Regions from separate parts of the Mus musculus genome. Here regions 1 and 2 are each linked to region 3. A link is a contact called in public Hi-C data. All regions are on one chromosome and are shown on one strand. Each heading gives the region's core, a stretch centred on a gene start, on an enhancer-like site or on the middle of the called end of the contact. The rest is flanking DNA. Distances are from core to core; before and after follow the strand shown. Region 1 has its middle 300 kb from the start of Gm31268. Region 2 has its middle 280 kb from the start of Gm31268. Region 3 has its middle 140 kb from the start of Gm31268.

Evidence for each region. Hi-C and Micro-C count contacts between places; a contact is called where the count stands out from the background.
Region 1: a Hi-C map of the N1E-115 cell line shows a contact between it and region 3, with 4 times the contacts expected there. The contact joins two enhancer-like sites. A contact is called at or near these places in 1 of 39 promoter capture datasets (liver), 4 of 484 Hi-C or Micro-C datasets (the N1E-115 cell line and liver) and 1 of 115 datasets of contacts at active chromatin or transcription factors (embryonic stem cells).
Region 2: a Hi-C map of uterus shows a contact between it and region 3, with 3 times the contacts expected there. The contact joins two enhancer-like sites. A contact is called at or near these places in 2 of 484 Hi-C or Micro-C datasets (uterus and ventricular fibroblasts) and 1 of 115 datasets of contacts at active chromatin or transcription factors (embryonic stem cells).

The regions. Positions count from the first base shown.
Region 1 is chr11:17,625,031-17,627,739 of GRCm38.p6, forward strand. No RefSeq gene overlaps it. Among named protein-coding and RNA genes, the nearest start is that of Gm31268, 300 kb to the left of the region's middle. Within about 2 kb of position 1,346, at least 2 of the 459 cell types and tissues checked have an H3K27ac peak or open chromatin away from gene starts, as enhancers often do. A contact at or near this core is called in the N1E-115 cell line, where this site is marked.
Region 2 is chr11:17,602,552-17,605,300 of GRCm38.p6, forward strand. No RefSeq gene overlaps it. Among named protein-coding and RNA genes, the nearest start is that of Gm31268, 280 kb to the left of the region's middle. Within about 2 kb of position 1,385, at least 6 of the 459 cell types and tissues checked have an H3K27ac peak or open chromatin away from gene starts, as enhancers often do. A contact at or near this core is called in uterus, where this site is marked.
Region 3 is chr11:17,467,691-17,470,390 of GRCm38.p6, forward strand. No RefSeq gene overlaps it. Among named protein-coding and RNA genes, the nearest start is that of Gm31268, 140 kb to the left of the region's middle. Within about 2 kb of position 1,316, at least 62 of the 459 cell types and tissues checked have an H3K27ac peak or open chromatin away from gene starts, as enhancers often do. A contact at or near this core is called in the N1E-115 cell line and uterus, where this site is marked.

The DNA of each region.
Region 1 (2,709 bases), core at 96-2,595, 160 kb after region 3:
CTTTGCAAATTAAATAGCTGTTCATGGGTTTCCTCTCAATGGGGTCATGCAGTTTGGTCCTACACACACACACACACACACACACACACACACACACACACACACACACACACCTTTCTGAAGGCAGGCATATGCAGAGTCCTTCCCACTCTTGTATTTATTAAATCTCTTGAACTCAGAACATTAAAAAAAATCTGCTTAGTGGAAGAAGTCAGAGAGCAGTATAACAATTTCAAATCAAATCCTGAGGGTAAATTGTGGAATGAGTAGGATTGAATTTGTTCATTTTGTAAGAATAGAGAACTATTGCAAAATTCAAAGGAACAGATATGCCTTCCCATCATGTGTTGCATGCTAAAAATGCACTCAGAGGATGATTTCTTTTCTATGTATGTATCTACTTGTGCATGCATATGTGCAAGAGCCCACATGAGTTTATGTTTAGCAGAAGAGGGCATCAGATCACCTTGGAACTAGAGCTACGAGTGGTTGTGTACAACCTAACTTGGAATATTCTACAACAGCACCAAGTGCTCCTTGCCTTTAAAAGACAGCAGTGACTTCTGCATCCCCTTGTATCAGGAATTATGAAATTGAGTTCTTAAGTTTGATTTCAGTGCTGATTCATGATTCCAGTATATTCTTTCTGGGTGTGTCACAAGGAAAGCCAAGGCCTCCTCACAGCCAGCAATGGCAGACTGTGAGCATTATCCCAACTTTGGTATCCTGAATGTTGCAGTACAGGGTCTAATTTTATCTATTCCTCTAGAACTCATTTAAAATCTTTTCCACACCCAGATGTGTACACATTTTACATTTCTAGGTCCTTACTCACTTTTATGTCTTTTAGTCTCAAAATTATAGAGTATTGCTGTACAGAATGAGAAAATTGACATAAATGAGATCTGTGGGTATAGATTTAAGGCATCTGAGTCACTTTATTTCTTTGTGTGCATTTGATAAGAGCATTGAATGAGCAAAATGAAGAATGAGCAACATATGAGGGAGTATTCATGGCATATTCAGACCTTATCAGGCCTGCGATCAGTTATCTGTTGAAGTAAATTACATTGCATCTGTCAATAGACTTAATAACTCGGAGCCTGTGATTTCATAATGGATAATCACACAAATTCAGGAAGCTATACCATATGCCATTCCAGTTGTCTACTCTCTTATTCACCTTAATTTTCTAGATGACTGAAATTATCTATTCCTGTACTGGAGATGGTCCACATGGAAATAGGGCCCTGCAGGAATCCAACCCCTCCCACATCAGGCCTGTGCAGGTTGAGGCTGCTGCTGGGTTTTGTCTGAGACCCAGGCATCTAATTGAAATGAGCAGAACTTGGAAACTGTAAACCTGGACAATGCAAGTGATTAATGAATGGGAAACAGAGCACAGAAGATATGGAACAGCTGAGGGAACCCAGGAGGGAGATGTGGGGCAGTGAAGGCAAACAACTCAGCATATGATGAAGAATTCCACATCTCTGCATGTGAACTGAGGGACATAGGCTAAATGGTGCAGACTGCAGTTACAAAACTTCCCCAAAGCAGGGGCTCTCAAGGACATTTCACTTTCATTTATTAAATATTCAGTTTCTATTTGTAGAACTATTTCTCCACTTCCATACATTATGGTCACTGTACCAGTAATAGTATTGACTACAAGTAGTGAATGACTTAATTTCAAGCCATCTTACCAAGTAGGCAGCCCTTTTTCTCAGGTGAGATCTGATGAAGGAGTTCCTGCTGTGTTTGAGGATGCTCAGGGAAGTCATCAGGATCTAGAACTCCTTCCATCTTTCTCCTGTATCCCCTAACACAGCTCTTGTCCTCATGCTCATTTACAGGGCGTTGCCAGGTGGTCACTGACTCTACAGAGCATTTCTTTAACATGTGCAAACCTGAGCAGAAACTCGCAGTAGGTGCTCCCTCCCATGACATTAATCCAAACTGATTCTCACAGGGAAGGGAGCTTCTAAGGAAGCTAGGTAAGTTGCTGTCTCACTTGGGGTGCTTGTTGTTGCGTACAAATACCTAGAGATGTGTGAACAAGAAAGGACAGAAGGACACATGCCAGTTAAGTAATGAGCAGGGACTGTGCCATCATTTCCTTAAGCTCCTAAATAAAGGTAACAGGATAAGCTTTTGACAACTGTGCTATTACTGGAATGTTGTGGTCCCAGTAAAGTCGAAGGGGAAAATTCATCAGGACACTACTGTTGCCTGTCTTCTCTCTCTCTCTCTCTCTCTCTCTCTCTCTCTCTCTCTCTCTCTCTCTCTCTCTCTCTCTCTCTCTCTCTCTTTCTCTCTCCCTCTCCCTCTTCCTTTCTACTTAATAATTTTACAATTTAATATATAAATGATTTATATATTAACCACTCTCATCTTCCCACCTTGCTACCAACCTGTCCACTTCCCTCTTTCCTACAAATCTTTCCCATGAACTCTTGCCTATTCATTTTGTTTTGTGACCTATTAGAATTAACCAGGACCGTGTATAAACGGTGGGTTTGGAGCATCCACTGCAGCCCAGAGGGCTCAGCAGAGGAGGTACAACCGAAAGCACTGATTCCCAATTCCTCTTCTCCCAGAATCTATCAATAGTCAACATTCAGAGGTAAAGGGTAGGGACCCTGACTCCCACCTCTTTTTCTTGGATTGTGTGGACCCAGTGCAGATTACTATAATTGTGAGTTAATG
Region 2 (2,749 bases), core at 135-2,634, 130 kb after region 3:
ATTTTCCTGTTGTTGATCTGCTGTTCGCTTCACTTCAAGATACAATTATTCCTTCTTGGATGAACCCATAATTTGGATGCAGCTTCCCTTCTGATTCCTTGGTGGGACCCTCCCTAGTTATGAAGGTGGGTATGTTGGTGAACTGGGTGTTCACTGGAAGAATAAGTTGTATTTCTTTGCATGATACTGTGTAATGTTTGTTTGTTTTTTGTTTTGTTTTGGTTTTGTTTCTGTTTTTTTGATTTTGTTTTTGTTTTTGTTTTTGTTTTTGGTTTTGGTTTTGGTTTTGGTTTTGGTTTTGGTTTTTTGAGACAGGTTTCTCTGTATAGTCCTGACTGTCCTGGAACTCACTTTGTAGACCAGGCTTGCCTTGAACTCAGAAATCCGCCTGCCTCTGCCTCCCAAGTGTTGGGATTACAGGCATGTGCCACCACCGCCCGGCGATACTGTGTAATGTGAGGTGACCTTTTTCTATTGTTAGGTTGGCTGGAGGCTCAGGCAGTTCTGAGTTTTATTTCCGGGTACTTATTTTGGGGGGAAGGGAGACTTTCCCCTGAAACATGACTCATCTGATCCCGTGTTACCATTCTTCAGTCTTAATTAAGGCATGACATATCCCTTAATGAAACCACAGCATACTGTGCTGAGGCCAATGAAAATCAAGAGGCCATTCCATCACATACCCATGATAGAAAAGCCTATTGTCATTTTGAACTCGTGTTTCTTTTCTGTTGCTCTTGACCTGGAGGGATCTGCAAGGGGTTGACTGGAAATCAGGCAAAGGCAAAGGCTGCCTTGCTTTTGAAGCCACTCCTCATTGGTGGCCAGCAGAGCCCTCTGGCTCCTATAGGCTTTAAGATGAATTAAGTGGAGACCATCCTGGCTACAGAGACCTGCACTTTGTCTCTTAAGCAGATAAAAAGAGGGGTCAGTCAGAAGTAATTCCCCTACTCCTCATATAAACAGTTTAATGGCTGCAGCAACATACTTGCTTGGAATTACTCCCTCAGATTCAATTCTCTTTTCCTGTTCCACTTGTAAAAATGGTTAGTGTCCTCTATAAACTGCAGCTCACAAAGGTACAGGGCTTGCTGTGCCGTTGTAGAATAAATGTTAATCTAATACAGGTTACTAGGTCAAATGCAATCACAGGCTTGTGGGAAAAGCACAATATAGCTCTGCTTCTTCTAACACAGTAAACCCGGATATTATATGATAGGTTAAACACCAGTGAGCCATAGCAGGGATTTTCTTGAAAGTAAGATTTAGTTGAAAGGAGACTACATTGAAAGAGTGACCTAGGATTGACTTTGCTCTCCAAGAGAGCATTCTGAGACACTGACGTGCACTGAGAAAATGGACTTCTTGAAAATGTGTTGTTCCAGAATTCCTTGGTTGTGGGATTAATGCCAGATGCAGCAGCTGTGGCACATCTGAAGGCTTCCTATGTTGTCAACTATGGCTTCAATTTCTCCTCATTGCTCCCAAATCCACAAATGTGTGTGTGCGCGTGCACACACACATACACACACACACACACACACACACACACACACACACACAACACAGGAGAAAGGGGAGGTTTTATAGAATGTTGAAGTAGCAGTGGGTGGCCTCTTAAAATTCAGATCCCAACTTGGATCTTAACTAATGTGCTGTGGAGCTTTTAGAGTCAATCCTAGCCAATTCCGTCAGGATGTCTGTGTTCAAGTGGCAGCCTCCTTACCATTTATATAGATGCTGGTGTGGTTTAGTGTTCCCAGCATATAGTAGTGCTTAGAGGCCAAAGCTAAGATGTACTAGCAGATGTATGATAAATGCTTAAGTGAATAAGTGTTAGATCTCAGGGAGCTGTAAACATTTCTTTGCAGGGCCACTTAGATTTTGTCCCGCACAGACACAGCCTGGGCAGGGATATTTTCATGGGTTCAAGAGGGCACTCTCAGACTCTTACAGTAAGTGTGACAGCATCAAGCCTTCTTTTTTCTGCTGAGACCATATTTGACAAGGTGCTGTAGCACAGAAAGGAGCTCTGAGACATGGGGTCCTTTATATTTATAAATATACTTATAAATATAATATGTTTACTATATATTTATAATAGATAATATAATACATTTTATATTTAATATAGTCTATATTACACTATATTTAAAATACATTATAAAACATATATTGAACTATACTATATGATATATATGTGCCTTTACCAATTGAACAAAGCTCTGTAGTTATGCCTGCTTCAGCTTCACCTCTATGTGTGTTATCCAAATTAGAGTTCATAGATATTAGATAAAACTCTGTGTTTCCTGTAAAGTGGCAGAATTAATCAGGCCTCTAGTTTGCTCATAATTTTAAAACTATTAATGAAGATTGCCCTTGATATGTCAGTGACCCTCCCAGGAAGACTCAAAAAGAGTATGCACAAGCTAGATATAGTTTGCAACAAAATACATCTTTTAACATAAGGGTAATTTAGAGAAATAACCCAGAAAAACTCTGTTTCATTTTAAAAGTCAGCCCTGTGTAAGAATTTAAAAAAAACAAAACAAAAAACAAACAAGCAAAAAACAAACAAAAAACATATACAGCTACTTCTCATGCCATGACCACACATGGTCATCATTCCAGAACCAGCCCTGAGCACTGCCCCTGAAGCTCTTAGCCTGTGTTCAGCAGGCATACATACCCTTTCCCATTTCCCTTTACCCCATCTCATTGTACTTTCTATCCGGCTTGAGGTCCTTGC
Region 3 (2,700 bases), core at 66-2,565:
GTGTTCAGATGTGACTTCCTAATTATTTCCAATCCAGTCTCCTCCACAATAAACACAGAACAATCAGTTCAAAATTTCTGGCTTAAGAAAGAGGTGGTGTGAAAGTGAAATATCCCCTCAAAGGTTCATGTGTTCAAACACTTGGTCCTCAGTTGGTGGAGTTGTTCAGGGAACAACGTTTAGGAGGTGGAGTTTTGCTGGAGGAAGTGGGTCACTAGGAGTGGGCCTTGAGTTGCATAGCCTGGCCCTATTTCTTGCTTGCTAATGCAATGTGATCAGTTGGCCTCCTACTCCTTCCTCTATGCCTTCCTTGCCATCAGGGAATGGATTCCCTTGAAGTGTAAGTCAAAATAAACTCCTTCTTCCATAAATTTATATTATTATTATTGTTTTGGACAGGTATTTTGTCGAAACAATGATAAAAACCAAACCCCTAAAATGCTAGATAATATACGTGGTAGAATGACCCCTGGCAGGTTGTTCAGAACTTGGCATCATCCAGTTCATGAATATTTATTGCAGGTCTACTAGAGGGCTTGAAAATATCAACATAATTCTAATGAGATGTAGACATGAATAGATATGAAAGACTTCATTAGAGAGCACAGTGCTTAGGGTACATAATGAATCAACAAAGAACTTGGGCCTTACATCAGAGGGCCTATTTGAACCCACCTCTGTTATTTCTAGCTGGGTGACCCCAGAGACTCACACATAACCCACTGACACCTACATCGCCAGGCATTGCAAAGGTTACGAGAGTTTCACTTGTTACATCTCAGAATAAAGTCTGGCAAGCAGTAAACATCAAAATTGCTTAATTGCTCTTTACTTTTGTGTGAGAGTTAGAAGGAAAAAGGCCAGGACTATGGAAGTACAGTTCACTAGAGAGCTATTATGTGACACCCAGCTAAGTAAAGTTTCTCAAAAATGGGATATGACTCACAAAGTGGTAGTGGTGGGTGAGTCAGAGGTAGATTTACATGTGTTTTTAGTAAATAATGTTCAAGACAAACAATTAAGGATAAAAGGCAGCAGGACAGCACAATATGCAAGACAGTGCCCATTTCAGTAGATAAGTAAAACGTATCACATATATGTATATTATCTTTCTCTATGTATGTATGGATCTGTCTACTTATTCAAACATTATTAGATTCAGAATCTATTGAAAGACTCCTAATATGATTGCTTTGAGGTAGGGATCTAAAAAATAGCTCATTTCCTGTGGAAAAAGGTGACTCAGAGGCAGAGTTAAGAGCTCAAGGCATGGGGCCAAGGAAGAATCATCATCCAGGCAGGAAACATCCTAGGCCTTAATCAAGAGGCTGGTGACATCATAGGCTAGAATTGTAGCAGGGCTGGGATGGTATGTGCTTTGCATGCCTGTGCTTTCTAATTGGTTCTTTTAGTTGGATTTCACTACTGTAGGCAGGGTGTTGTGTTGGTTAGATTTTTTTGTTGTCACCTTGACACAATCTAGTGTCATTTGGGAAGACAGACCTAAACTGAGGAATTGCCCAGATCAGAATGGCCTGAAGCAATGCCTGTAGGAGATTTTTTCTGATTGATGATTGATGTAGGACAGCCTAGCCCAATGTGGGTAGCTCCATTCCCTAGGTAAGTGGATCTGGGCTGAGATAAAAACTATCCAAGCAAGTGAGCTAGTGAGTGACACCAGTAAGAAGCATTTCCTATGGGTGGTTTCTGCTTCAGTTCATATTCTGACTAAGTCCCTAAAGGGTGAACTCTGACCTGTAACTAGCAGCATAAATAAAACCCTTTCTGGAAGTTATGACCTCTGAGGTTGCCGTGTTTATCATGGCAACAGAAAGTCAAAGTAGACCAGTCTGACATCTGCACTTGTGAACTGAGGCTGTTCCATAGCCTGCTGTGCATGGGTCCTGCCAGGGGAGACCTGTTTTCCTAGGAGTGTTTTTACTCCTGAGTTCGGAGGTGAGACAGCCACTTTCTCTCCAATAACTGTGTGGAGTGGAGCGGGCCAGGAGCACATGGGGTGCAAGATCAGTGAAGCAGCTTGGACATGATCCTTCCACTCTGCCATCTGTACCCTGGAGCTGAGGCTGTTCCACAACCCGTTGTGCATGGGTCCCACCAAGAGAGAGCTGGTCTCCCAGGAGTGCTGACATAGGCTTACAGACCCACAGGAGGAACAAGCTCCAGTCAGGGAGAGCAAGAACATCTAACACCAGAAATAACCATATTGAGAAAGGCAAATGCAAGAATCTTACCAACAGAAACCAAGATTACTTGGCACCATAAGAACACAGATCTCCCACCACGGCAAGTCCTGGATTCCCCCAACACACCAGAAAAGCAAGATGTGGATTTAAAACCATATATCATGATGCTGATAGAGGATTTTAAGAAGTACGTAAACAACTCTCTTAAAGAAATAGAGGAGAACACAGGTAAACAGGTAGAAACCCTTAAAGAGGAAACACAAAAATCCCTCAAAGAATTACAGGAGAACACAGGTAAACAGCTAGAAGCCCATAAAGAGGAAACACAAAACTATCTTAAAGTATCACAGGAAAACACAACAAAACAGGTGAAGGAATTGAACAAAACCATCCAGAATCTAAAAATGGAAGTAGAAACTAAAAGAAATCACAAAGATAAGGAAATCACAAAAAGAGACAACTCTGGAGATAGAAAACCTAGGAAACAATCAGGAGC